Regions from separate parts of the Mus musculus genome. Here all the other regions are linked to region 1. Evidence: chromatin contacts called from public capture Hi-C and promoter capture Hi-C data. All regions are on one chromosome and are shown on one strand. Each heading gives the region's core, a stretch centred on a gene start, on an enhancer-like site or on the middle of the called end of the contact. The rest is flanking DNA. Distances are from core to core; before and after follow the strand shown.

Region 1 (3,614 bases), core at 787-3,286:
GGAAAATACAATAATAATTCATTAGCAGAGCCAGGAGTAGAGGTGCACTCTGGGAGGTAAAGGCATATACTATGTCTAAACTTGGAAATATGCCTTTTATCCCAGGGCTCAGGAAGCAGAGGCAGTCAGATCTCTGGGTTTGAGGCCAGTCTGGTCTAAAGAGGAGTGCCAGGTAAGCCAGGGCTACAAAGAAAAAACCCTGTCTCCGGGGGTGGGGTGAACAATATTTGCACGGCATGGTAATTCCTAAAAAGGAAACTAAGCCCTGCTTACAATAAAACCTGATTTCTTGTCCTTTTCAAAACCAAGGTGAACTTAAATTAATAACAACAAAATAAACAGAAAGATTGAGTCCACTGTTCGAAATTTTTAGTGGACTGTTTCAAATATCCAAATGAATACATACTACTGACCTTCAGCATACATTAATTAAGCGTCTTTAACGCCTAATTTTTAGGATCCCAAACTTATCAACTGAAAGGTAGATCAGTAATGAGGGAAAATGAGTATAGAAGATATAAGCAGTTATTTGCTTAATATACAATACACGTGTTTGTGTGAAAATGTCCTTATGTAACACAATACCAAGTACAACGAATATACACAATGAAAAATAAGAATTGCTTATTTACTTTATGCCAGACTACCCTAAGATTCTCCCACCACCACTCTGAACACTCTTTGCCCCTAAGTTAGCCCCATCTTCCAAGTCCATTATACAACCTGTGATTCCGTCTCTCATGAAAAGATTCTTTTTATGGGCATAGTTAACAAATGCCAAGTTGCAAAGTTGCAGCTTTGCTGGATTGACGTTTTCACAATGTAAGAACAATATGATCTGGAATCTACTCAAAGCATTTGCCAGGCAGTCAGCTGATGCTCACTCAACACAACCGGGCAGAAACGAGAGAAATTAAACTTCATTATTTGTCTAAGACAGGTAATCACTACCTTGAAATCTCAAACAGGCGGACGGTAGACGGTCCAATAGAAACGGTATTTCCACCGATCCAACACCACCACAAAACCCCGGCTTCACCTAAGTTTCTCTCCTCCTTTGCAATTTTCCTTGTAACTGGCCCCGAACAGGTTCGCGGAATCAACCCGCACCACGCAGCCGCAGCCCGAGTAACTTTTACAAAAGGTCAGAGCGGTGCCTTTCAAGGCTTCCGACCCCTGTGGGGCTTCGCCGTTCGCACCAGCTCGCTTTCTCCCCCCGCACCCCCCTCGAACGTTCCAGAGCCGGCGGACGCAACCCAACAAAATTTTGGTGCAGCTTGGGGGGTCCGGAGGTGGGGGGAGCGGGCGAGCTTTCTACTCTCTTAAAAAAAAAAAAAAACAACAACAACACGCCCCTCCCCAGTTAGCGAGACAAAACCCCACCGCGCCCGCAGTTCCCCTTCTCCCGCGCTCCCACATGTTGCTCGCTCCGTCCCAGGCGGCCCCGCGAGGCCTCGCTCACCCCCAGCGCGCCCACCTGATCGCCCTTTCTCCGCAGGCTCCGCCCCCGCCGCCCGCCCGCCCGCTCGCCTCCTTCAGGAGCTCCATATGGGACACCCTCGGCTCCCTCGGCTCCTCACGCCACCTCAGCCCAGCCCCCGACGCGCCGCCTTCCCTTTCCCTGCCGCCGGGGGCCTCGACCCACACAGGCTCCTCGGGCCTGCGGAGGGCACAGCGGGGCTGCACGGCCTGCACGGCCCAGGTGCTGTGTCAGCCTCTCGTCGGGCTCCGCGGCGTGGACGGCCTGGAAAGTCACATGGCGGTGGGACCGGCCCGCGCCCCGAACACTCCGGCTCTTCTCAGAGCCCGACCGGGCGACCCGAGCCACTCACCTCAACGAAGAGCAACATGTCTGCTTCCGCTCGGCCCGATCGTTCACGCTGCCGCGACTCCAACTGGCTCCCAGGCCCGGGCCCCGGTCGGTAGGATAAGGACACTCGCCTTGCCCCTCCACCCGGCAGTGGACCCGGCTCCTCCCCCGCCGTCAGCCGCTGCGCCCTGACCCGCCCAGTCCCTCCTCCCGGGAAGCAACAACTGTTTCCGGTTCTGGAGGAAAACTGCTTCCGGGGGCGGAGGGCCTGCCCGCCCCTGTGCGTGCTTCGCTCCGGCAGGCTCGTCTGTGGCGGCGAAGGCGAAAGTGTGTGGTACGTGTCGCGTGTGGGTCGACGCCCGGGAGGCCGCGCCGGGCTGTGCAAAACGCTCACTAAAGCATTTGTACTTTCTACCAAAAAGCTGACACCGCACTGCTAACCCTTGCGCAGATTCGTGGTTAAAAACCTAGGTCCGATTAAAAAGCGACCGAGTGCACCCGCCCCTGCTGATGACGTACTGGCTCCTCCCGCCCCTCATTAGAAAAAAAAAAAAAAAAGCTGAAGAGGGAGCTAAGATACTCTTCAGCTACTCAGTGCTTGTACTTTACTAAGCATTTTGCATAAGTTAATCTTAAGACCCTATGAATGTATTGTTGGAGGAGTGCTGGAACAGTCAGATTCCTTTCGCTACAACTTTGATAAAACTTTAGCCCAAGCCCCTCGGAATCAGGTCTCATTAACATAATGATGCTCCGCTGTGATGCTTAATGCTCTACTAAAAATAATTAGCCTAGATCTCTTCTTTATTATGTTTTCATAGTCAAATAAAATAGTATACAAATATTTAATTATTTTTACTAGAGTTATTCTTCCTCTACCAGTCTCTATTGCTCCAGTTTCAAACACTTTTTTTTTTTTTAATTTAAAAAAACATGAGCCGGGCGTGGTGGCACACGCCTTTAATCCCAGTACTTGGGAGGCAGAGGCAAGCGGATTTCTGAATTCAAGGCCAGCATGGTCTACAGAGGGAGTTCCAGGACAGCCAGGGCTACACAGAGAAACTCTGTCTCAAAAAAAACAAAAAAATAAAAAATTTACATATATATATTTGTGTGTGTGTGTGTTTCCGTTTTTTTGAGACAGGGTTTCTGTGTAGACTAGGTTGTTCCCGGAACTCACTTTGTAGACCAGGCTGGCTTGAACTCACAGAGATCTACCTATCTGCCACCTGAATGCTGGAACAACACCTTAAAGTGATGTTTTCATTTCATCAACTCTTGCTTGTTTTCTTGTTTTTTTTTTTTTTTTTTTTCCCCACTTTGAGACAGGGTTTCTCTGTGTAGATCTTGGCTGTCCTAGAACTCACTTTGTGGACCTGGCTGGCCTAGAACTCAGAAATCCGCCTGCCTGTGCACCCCCACCCCCACCCCCACCGAGTGCTGAGATTAAAGGTGTGTGCCACCATGCCCAGCCCTCTTTATCTTTCTTAAAAATTTATTTTCATTCTATACATATGGCTCTTTGCCTGCAGGCATGTATATGCTCCCTCCTGCATGCCTGGGAACTGAACCTGAGTCCTCAACAAAAGCAACCAGTGCTCTTAACAAAAAAGGTTAGACCATCTCTGCAGGCCTAACCTTTCAATTCTTTCCTTTCTGTTTCTTTTGCTTACTTTCTCCCTTCCCCTCCCCACAAGTCTACCTCCCCATGACAACATCTTTCTGTGTATTCCTGGCTGTCCAGGAACTCACTTTGTAGACCAGGTTGACCTCAAGCTCAGAGATCCTCCTGCCTGTACCTGCT
Region 2 (3,614 bases), core at 369-2,868, 2.5 Mb before region 1:
CTTTAACACCAAACACTGACAGTTCCAAGAGTCTCAAGCCCTGAAATTTCTCCAATAGCATGGCAAGTATTCATCCCTTCAAATCAGTATCAATGATTTCTCTCCTCCTACAACTAATTTTGTCCCTTCATAAAACCAGTCAGTTTTCACTTTGCCATAAACACACACAATACACATACTGTTGGGTTTTTTGTTTTGTTTTTTTGAGACAGGGCCTCACTATGTTGCCCAGTACTGAATGTAACTATTAACACCAGGCTGGCCTCCAAACTCTGAATCCCAAGTCCATACTTTAAGTATGTTTAAAGCACTTTAAAGTGACTGTCACACCACTCTATATAATGCAAACTATCTTCTGGTTACTTCAGGATGTAAGTGATTACATAAATGCATCCCTAAAGCACATCAGTTCCCTATTTCCAGAAAACAGTTAATTGCTGTCAAAAAAAAAAAAACCTCACAAATCAACATCTCATTTATGGAAAAACAATGCTTGTTCACTGAGTCTGCAAGATTAACACCCCCTCATACAGTATAAAACTGTTAGTTCCACTTCCCCACTGTTATATTAATCACCTTAGAAATACAGTTATACAAGTTCAAAAGGCAAAGAAACTGAAAACCTAGCTACAAATTCATTTCTTAAGTAAAGCACGAAGATGTATTTTTTTTAACTCCAAGTCATGTAAGTAATCTGAGAAACCTGTCAATTCCTCTCCTGAGTAGGTCAATCTAAGTGTACCCCATCCTGGGAATCCAGCTGTTAATCCTGCAGTCAATTACCCCTCTATAAATAGCTCGGTCTGGTTTATAGCGGCAGGCATTTTGTAATTTCAAAATTCGTTACCCGAGAGAACGTCAGAGTAACTCGGTAACAGGGAGTCCGCCTACCCTTTAACTCTGCAGCTCCCCACTCCCCTCCCCCGCCCGGGTCATCCAAGCATTTTCCACTTAAAAAAAAAAAGCCCCCCCCCTTTCCCTTGACTGGGAAAGGGGGTGAATAAACGGTTCGGTCAGGGGGGGGCGCTGCGACCCAGGGGGAGGGGCCGGACAAGCAGCGCCTCCTCGTGTGTCTGCGCCAGCGCCTGACCCCCGCGGGGAGCCGCGCTCACCCGCCCCGCCAGCAAGCCGGCCATCGCCTCCCCAACCCCCCTCAACCAACAAATCCACCGCCGCCCCCCCTGCCGCGCGCGCGCCCTCCCTGACTCCTGCGCAGCCGCCACCGGGAGGGAGGGGGGAGGGGGCAGGCTCTGCGCGAGGCCTACTAGGCCGCGCCGGAGCCAGGGCCTCGCGTGAATGCCCGGGCAGGCAGAGTGAAGTAGTAGACGCTCATGCGGGTCTACGAGAGGCCGAGGCTCCAGAATAGGGCCGGAGTCCGCCAAGAAGGATGTCACGAGTGGAAGAAGAAGCTATTGCCGGCGGCGGAGCAGAAGATTTTAAGCTTACCTGGAGGCGCGAGTCGACTGAGGGGAAAAGGGGAGCGGGCGGGAAGGGGAAGGGCGGGAGGCCGGGGGCGGAACAATAGGGGCGGGCGGGAAGGCGAGGGGGGCCCCGCTAGCGGGCGGAGGAGGGGGGGGTGAGGAGGAGGAAGGGGGAGAGAGACCCCGGGGCGGGTGGAGGGCGGCGGAGGGCGGGCGGGCGGGCGGAGGGCGGGCGGGCGGGAGAGGGCGCAGGCTGCGGCTGCTCCGGCTGCTGCCTCTGCTGGTCTGGGAGGGGGACGGGGCGGAGCGGGCCGCTTTCAACCCCGCGCACCCTTCGACCCCGGAAGCGCTAACCGCCCCGGGGGCCGGCGAGTCGACTGCGTCGTCCACACTTTCCCCACGCAATGCGGACCGCCTTCCCGGAGCCTAGAGCGGCTCCTTGGACAGCGTCGGCACCAGCGAGACGGCCAGTAACCAGCGGCGAGGTCTGAGATAGAGCGGCAGCGCAGAGGCGCGGAGGATACCAGTGGCCTCTAGCGGAAGAACTGGAAAGCTCAGGCCTAAATACGAAGAGGTGGCCAATGCTTTGGGATCAAGATAGGAGGGAGGGAAAGGAAAATAACAGTTGTCTAAAATAAAAAACGAATGGCCAGACTGAAAGTGTCAGGCAAACTGCTTACTCTAAAAATAATCCACTTTAGTGAGTGCAGAAGAAATGAAAACATCATTATTTTGCAGCCCAGATACTGAATCAGGCAATAATAATTATAATAAAGAATTAAAACGTAAAAGAATGTTCTTAAATCAGACGGTGGTGGTACCCAACTTGATTCCAACACTGGAAAGGCAGAGTCAGGAAGATCTCTGAGTTCGAGTCCACCCTGGTCTACAGAGTGAGTTCCAGGACAGACAGGGCTTTTTAGAAATCAAAAGAAAGAAAGAAAAGAAAAAAAAAAAGAAAGAAAGAAAAGTAACTTTAAAACTTCACTGTATTAGGACAACATTGATCATGTGAATATCTCACTATTATATAAGAAGTACTGTATAATCTAGAATTCCTGCCCAAATTGGTTAATCTTTTTATTAAGTCTAATTATCCATTTATAGGAACGAAAGAACAAGTTAAACATCAGTACAAGAAGGTACTCTGTGGCCAAGCACAGTGTGTGATACAAGCTGATACCATTGGGGAACTTAAGGATGACAAAGGTGAACCTCAGGCCACCTTGGACTGTAGAGCAACGCTGCTTTATTGTTGCCTGTTGCTCCTTAAAAAAAAAAAAAAAAAAAAAAAAAAAAGACATCTTGAAAACACAGAATTTTGTACACAACACAAGACAACTATCCTGGTGTCTTTAAAAAGGCAATAAACCTTTTTTTAAACGGTTTGTATGTGTGTATACAAACTGAGTGTGTGTGTGTGTGTACTTACACCACAGCAGGCAGGAAGAAGTCAAAGGAGGATTTTCAGGAGGAGTCAGTTTTCTCCTTCAACCAAGCGGGTCCTGAAGATCGGACTCAGGACATCAGGCGTGATGGCAAACGCCCTTTCCATCGCACTGGCTGTTAGGACTGGGACGATGTCTCAATAGTTCTCCAACTGTTCTCCCAGAGATTCAGTGTTCAATCACCAGTACCGACATAGGATCTCACAGTTCCATGGGATACAACACCCTCTTCTGGATTCCACAGGCACTTGCACACAAGTGGTGCACATATATACATGGCAGGTAAAACCCATACAAAATAAATAGGTACATCTGTAAGGAGTCCGAGGCACATGCAGGTAAAAGGCAGGCAGATCTTTTGAAGTCAGCCTGATCTACATGGCAAGTTTCAGGACACTGAGAGCTACATAGTGAGATTCACTCTCAAAAATCAAACAAAAACAACTTGTTCTTACAAAGGAGCCAAGTTCAGTTCCCTGTAGATGGGTTCACAATTCCCTGAAGATTCAACTCCAAAGATCTGATGCCCTCTTCTGGCTTGCTAGGGTGCTTACACCCTCGGGTGCACATAACTATCCTACAGATACACATATGCATAAATTTTGTTGTTGTTGTTGTTGTTGTTTCTTAAGACAGGGTTTCTATGGGGAGCCCTGGCTGTACTCACTCAAAGATCCAATTGCCTCTGCCTCCCAAATGCTGAGATCAAAGGTGTGTGCCACCACCGCCTAGAAAAAAGAAATTC
Region 3 (3,614 bases), core at 758-3,257, 2.4 Mb before region 1:
GCTGGGACTAAAAGCATGTACCATTAGGCCAGGCTAATACGTTTAGTTTTTCTTTTTAAAGAGTTAATTTATTGGGAAATGAAAACCAAACTAAGAGCCAGGTGATGGTGGCAGTGGTGGCACCTTTAATCCCTGTACTTGGGAGGCAGAGGAAGATGGAACTCTGAGTTTTGAGGCCAGACTGGGGTACCTATGGAGTGAATTCTAGGACAGACAGGGCTACACAGAGAATCCTTCTATTGAAAAACAAAACAAAGCAAAAAGTTATTTGGGGGCCAGAGAGATGGCTCAGTGGCTAAGAGCAGTTACTGTTCTTGCAGAGGATCCTGGTTCTGTTCCCCAAATCTACATGATGATTCAGAACCATCTGTAACTCCTGTTCCAGGGGAGTCCAGCGCCCTTTACTGGCTGCTGTGGACACTGCATGCATGTGGTGCACATAGGTGCATACAGGCAAAACACAAATTAAAAAAATATTTTTAAAAGCCCCTTATACTCCCTGTATAGTACTACAGGTGTGCATGCACCACCATGCCCAGTGACAAAAGTGCTCTCGAGGAGGAGGGTCAGGCTCAGAGTCAGTTTCAATTAAAGGCTAGGTGAGTCCATTTCTTTGGGTGTCAGGTGAGGCAGAGCATCATAGATTCAGGAGCAGGTGGAAGAGTTTGCTTATTCATAATGGCCAGGAAGCAGAGAGATAGCAATAGCAGGGAAAGGCTAATACCGTTCCTGTGAGTCTCACCATCCCACACTTCCCTCCCATTTGTCTATTCAGATTTTGAGCTCACAATTGAATTAAGTTAGAATTAAACCATCTAAACATCTCTCTGTAGTTCTAGCCCCCCCCCCAACCCCTTCAGTTTCAGAAAAGGTCTCAGGAGAGCATGGTGGTAGATCTTTAATCTCAGCACTCTTGGGAGATAGAGGTATGAATCTCTATGAATTCAAGGTCAGTCATGTCTACATAGCAAGTTCCGTGCTAGCCAGAGCAACATAGCCATACCCTGCCTCAAAATAAAGCCTAGGGCTGGAGAGATGGCTCAGCAGTTAAGAGCACTGACTGCTCTTCTAGAAGTCCTGAGTTCAATTCCCAGCAACCACATGGTGGCTCACAACCATCTGTAATGGAATCAGATACCCTCTTCTGGTGTGTCTGAAAACCATGAGAGTGTACTCATATAAATAAAACAAATCTTAAAACAAACAAACAAACAAACAACAAAGCCTAAATAAGACAAAGTCAGGGTGGTATGTATCTCAAGTTGGAAGAGAACTATGGAGTGGACATTCAGTGATCCTCCTGCCTGTACCTCCCAATGCTGGGATTACAGATCGGAGTCAACGGTATTTGGAGGCAGGGGCTTGCTACGCAGTCTACACTAACCTTTTATTCTTGTCCACATCCTGTAGGCATTACAGCCTTGGGCCAATATGCCCCACCAATGTCTGGTTTGTGTGTATTTTGGTCCAATCTGTGTCATTTTGCTACTGGTAGTTCAACGGTGCACTTTTGGGGTTATTGTAAGGATTATAGAAGCGTTTGTTAGTGATATACTCGGGAAAAGTTACTGTCCTTCCAGTGTCCGTCTCTCTCTTTCAGGACGCCTTACCCTGTGAAGTCCGTTCTGACTGTCCTCTAAAGTCTTTTTTGTTTTTTTTTTGGAGGTGGGGGGGCGGGGAAAGCTCACTGGTAGGATGACATCGTCTGTATATTCCTCAAGGATATTTACGGGGGTTGGAGAGTTTAATTAGGTACTTTCCTAAACCTGGCTTATTTTGGGCTTTTTCCGTACTAAGTAAGTGAGTGGGAGACGCTGCTGGGGATTCAGAGTTGGAAAAAACAGTAGTCTTACAGGAAACAAACCAAAACCAAACCGCGGCGCTCCTTACGCCACAGGTCGGTCCTCGGACGTGTCAGCGTCGTGCCCGCTCCGTACGCAAGGGGGCGCGCCAGGAAGTCCCGGAAGTCCGTCCCGAAACCCGACTCGGAACTTTCTTCCTTGCACTTCCGTTCAGCTTCGCGCAGTCGTTTGTCCTGTACGGCTACCCGTCCTCACACGAATCTAGCCCGGGAACTAAGATTCCGGGGAGCGCAGTCGTCACCAGCCGGGAGCCTGTCGATTCCAGACGCTCTCCGGACTGGCAAGATGTGCTCCCTGGGGTTGTTCCCCCCGCCGCCGCCTAGAGGTCAAGTCACCCTGTATGAGCACAATAACGAGCTGGTGACCGGCAACAGCTATGAGAGCCCGCCTCCCGACTTTCGGGGCCAGGTGGTCCGGGTGGGAACGCTGCGGTGGGGATGCGGAAAGTGGGAATAGAGGCGACGCGGCGGGGCTCGCTCACAAGTGATTGGGAACGGCATGACTCCCACAGGAGACTGGAGAGAACGAAATATATTTTAGGGCCTGTGTTACCCAGTTAGGCATGCCAAGGCATGTGAGGAGGTTCTAGGAGGGGTAGAGAAGATGATGGATGCCGTCCATCAGGTCTTCTCTAGTGTCAACCCTGTGAAAAACGATTGTGGTTTGCAGATGAGGACTGAAAATTTTCTGTCCCACAAGTGTTACATTTGTGGGTATGGGAAATGGGGCCGTGGAATCTCTTATGCCATAGGTTGGAGATGGCAAGGAGTTCTGTTAAGATTTGGGGAAGAGACTGACTGCCTCCCTCTCTTCTGAGGTATAGTGGATCAATCTTCCTGTCCTACACCTGACCAAGGATCCCCTAAAAGCCCCAGGGAGGCTGGACCATGGTACAAGAACTGCCTTCATCCATCACCGTGAGCAAGTGTGGAAGAGATGCATCAATGTTTGGTGAGGCATAGCAAACAGTGGCTTAAATAGGCCATGGTCTACCGAGCCTGCTTTGGGCAGCTCTTGAATGGCTGCTTATTGCAGTCTGTGTCTTCATATTACCACAAATCATATTAGGTGATCCATTTTTATTGTAAAACTCAAGGGTGTACCAGAAACCTCATTTATCCCTAATAGCTTGGCTTGATTTTACAAACCTGCTCTCAGCACCGACCTCATTTGCTTTTATCTGAAGCTCAGGAAAGTTAGGAAAAGGTTGAATTGATTCGTTAATATGTAGGACATGTAAGAATTAAAGCTGTGCTATCTTTTTTTTTTTTAACTGTACGTTTGGAAAAGTTACATAATTACTCTGTCCTAAAGCCAAACCCCTTTAAACCATGGTGACTAAATAGATACAAAGCACATAGAAGCATTTCCTGGCACATTAATCCCTTGATGTGTTTGCCATCCCCATTATTATCATTGCCATTATCTGTAAAAAGAATCCCTGGTGCCGGGCGTGGTGGCTCACGCCTTTAATCCCAGCACTCCGGAGGCAGAGGCGGGCGGATTTCTGAGTTCGAGGCCAGCCTGGTCTACAGAGTGAGTTCCAGGACAGCCAGGGCTACACAGAGAAACCCTGTCTTGAAAAAACAAACAAACAAAAAAAAAACGAATCCCTGGCAATTATGTTCCTGGGTTCATGAGTTTGCTTGTTACTTTGTGAGTTGTTGTCAAATAGCCTTTTATCCAAATTTTACATACAGGACTTGGGGTATAGCTCAGTTGGCAGAGTGCTTGCCTGGCATGCAGGAAGCC

Evidence for each region. Promoter capture Hi-C pulls out the DNA fragments that hold promoters and counts their contacts. Capture Hi-C pulls out chosen DNA fragments and counts their contacts.
Region 2: a contact with region 1 is called in a promoter capture Hi-C map of embryonic stem cells, with 4 times the contacts expected there. The contact joins the promoter of Pcbp2 here to the promoter of Larp4 in region 1. A contact is called at or near these places in 2 of 39 promoter capture datasets (embryonic stem cells and hippocampal neurons).
Region 3: a contact with region 1 is called in a capture Hi-C map of macrophages, with 7 times the contacts expected there. The contact joins the promoter of Aaas here to the promoter of Larp4 in region 1. A contact is called at or near these places in 4 of 39 promoter capture datasets (hippocampal neurons, liver, neutrophils and 1 more) and 1 of 9 other capture datasets (macrophages).

The regions. Positions count from the first base shown.
Region 1 is chr15:99,971,202-99,974,815 of GRCm38.p6, reverse strand. It overlaps Larp4 (La ribonucleoprotein domain family, member 4), which reads right to left and starts at 2,036. Exons shown (of 16, transcript NM_001024526.2): 1 at 1,833-2,036. The coding sequence starts at 1,850. 2310068J16Rik (RIKEN cDNA 2310068J16 gene) reads left to right here and starts at 1,529. Exons shown (of 1, transcript NR_028124.1): 1 at 1,529-2,649.
Region 2 is chr15:102,468,636-102,472,249 of GRCm38.p6, reverse strand. Pcbp2 (poly(rC) binding protein 2) reads right to left here and starts at 1,618. Exons shown (of 15, transcript NM_001103165.1): 1 at 1,447-1,618. Gm36331 (a long non-coding RNA gene) reads left to right here and starts at 1,754. Exons shown (of 2, transcript XR_384469.3): 1 at 1,754-1,995; 2 at 2,529-2,809.
Region 3 is chr15:102,349,152-102,352,765 of GRCm38.p6, reverse strand. It overlaps Aaas (achalasia, adrenocortical insufficiency, alacrimia), which reads left to right and starts at 2,007. Exons shown (of 16, transcript NM_153416.2): 1 at 2,007-2,270; 2 at 2,686-2,813. The coding sequence starts at 2,148. Gm36246 (predicted gene, 36246) reads right to left here and starts at 1,939. Exons shown (of 3, transcript NR_155425.1): 1 at 1,854-1,939.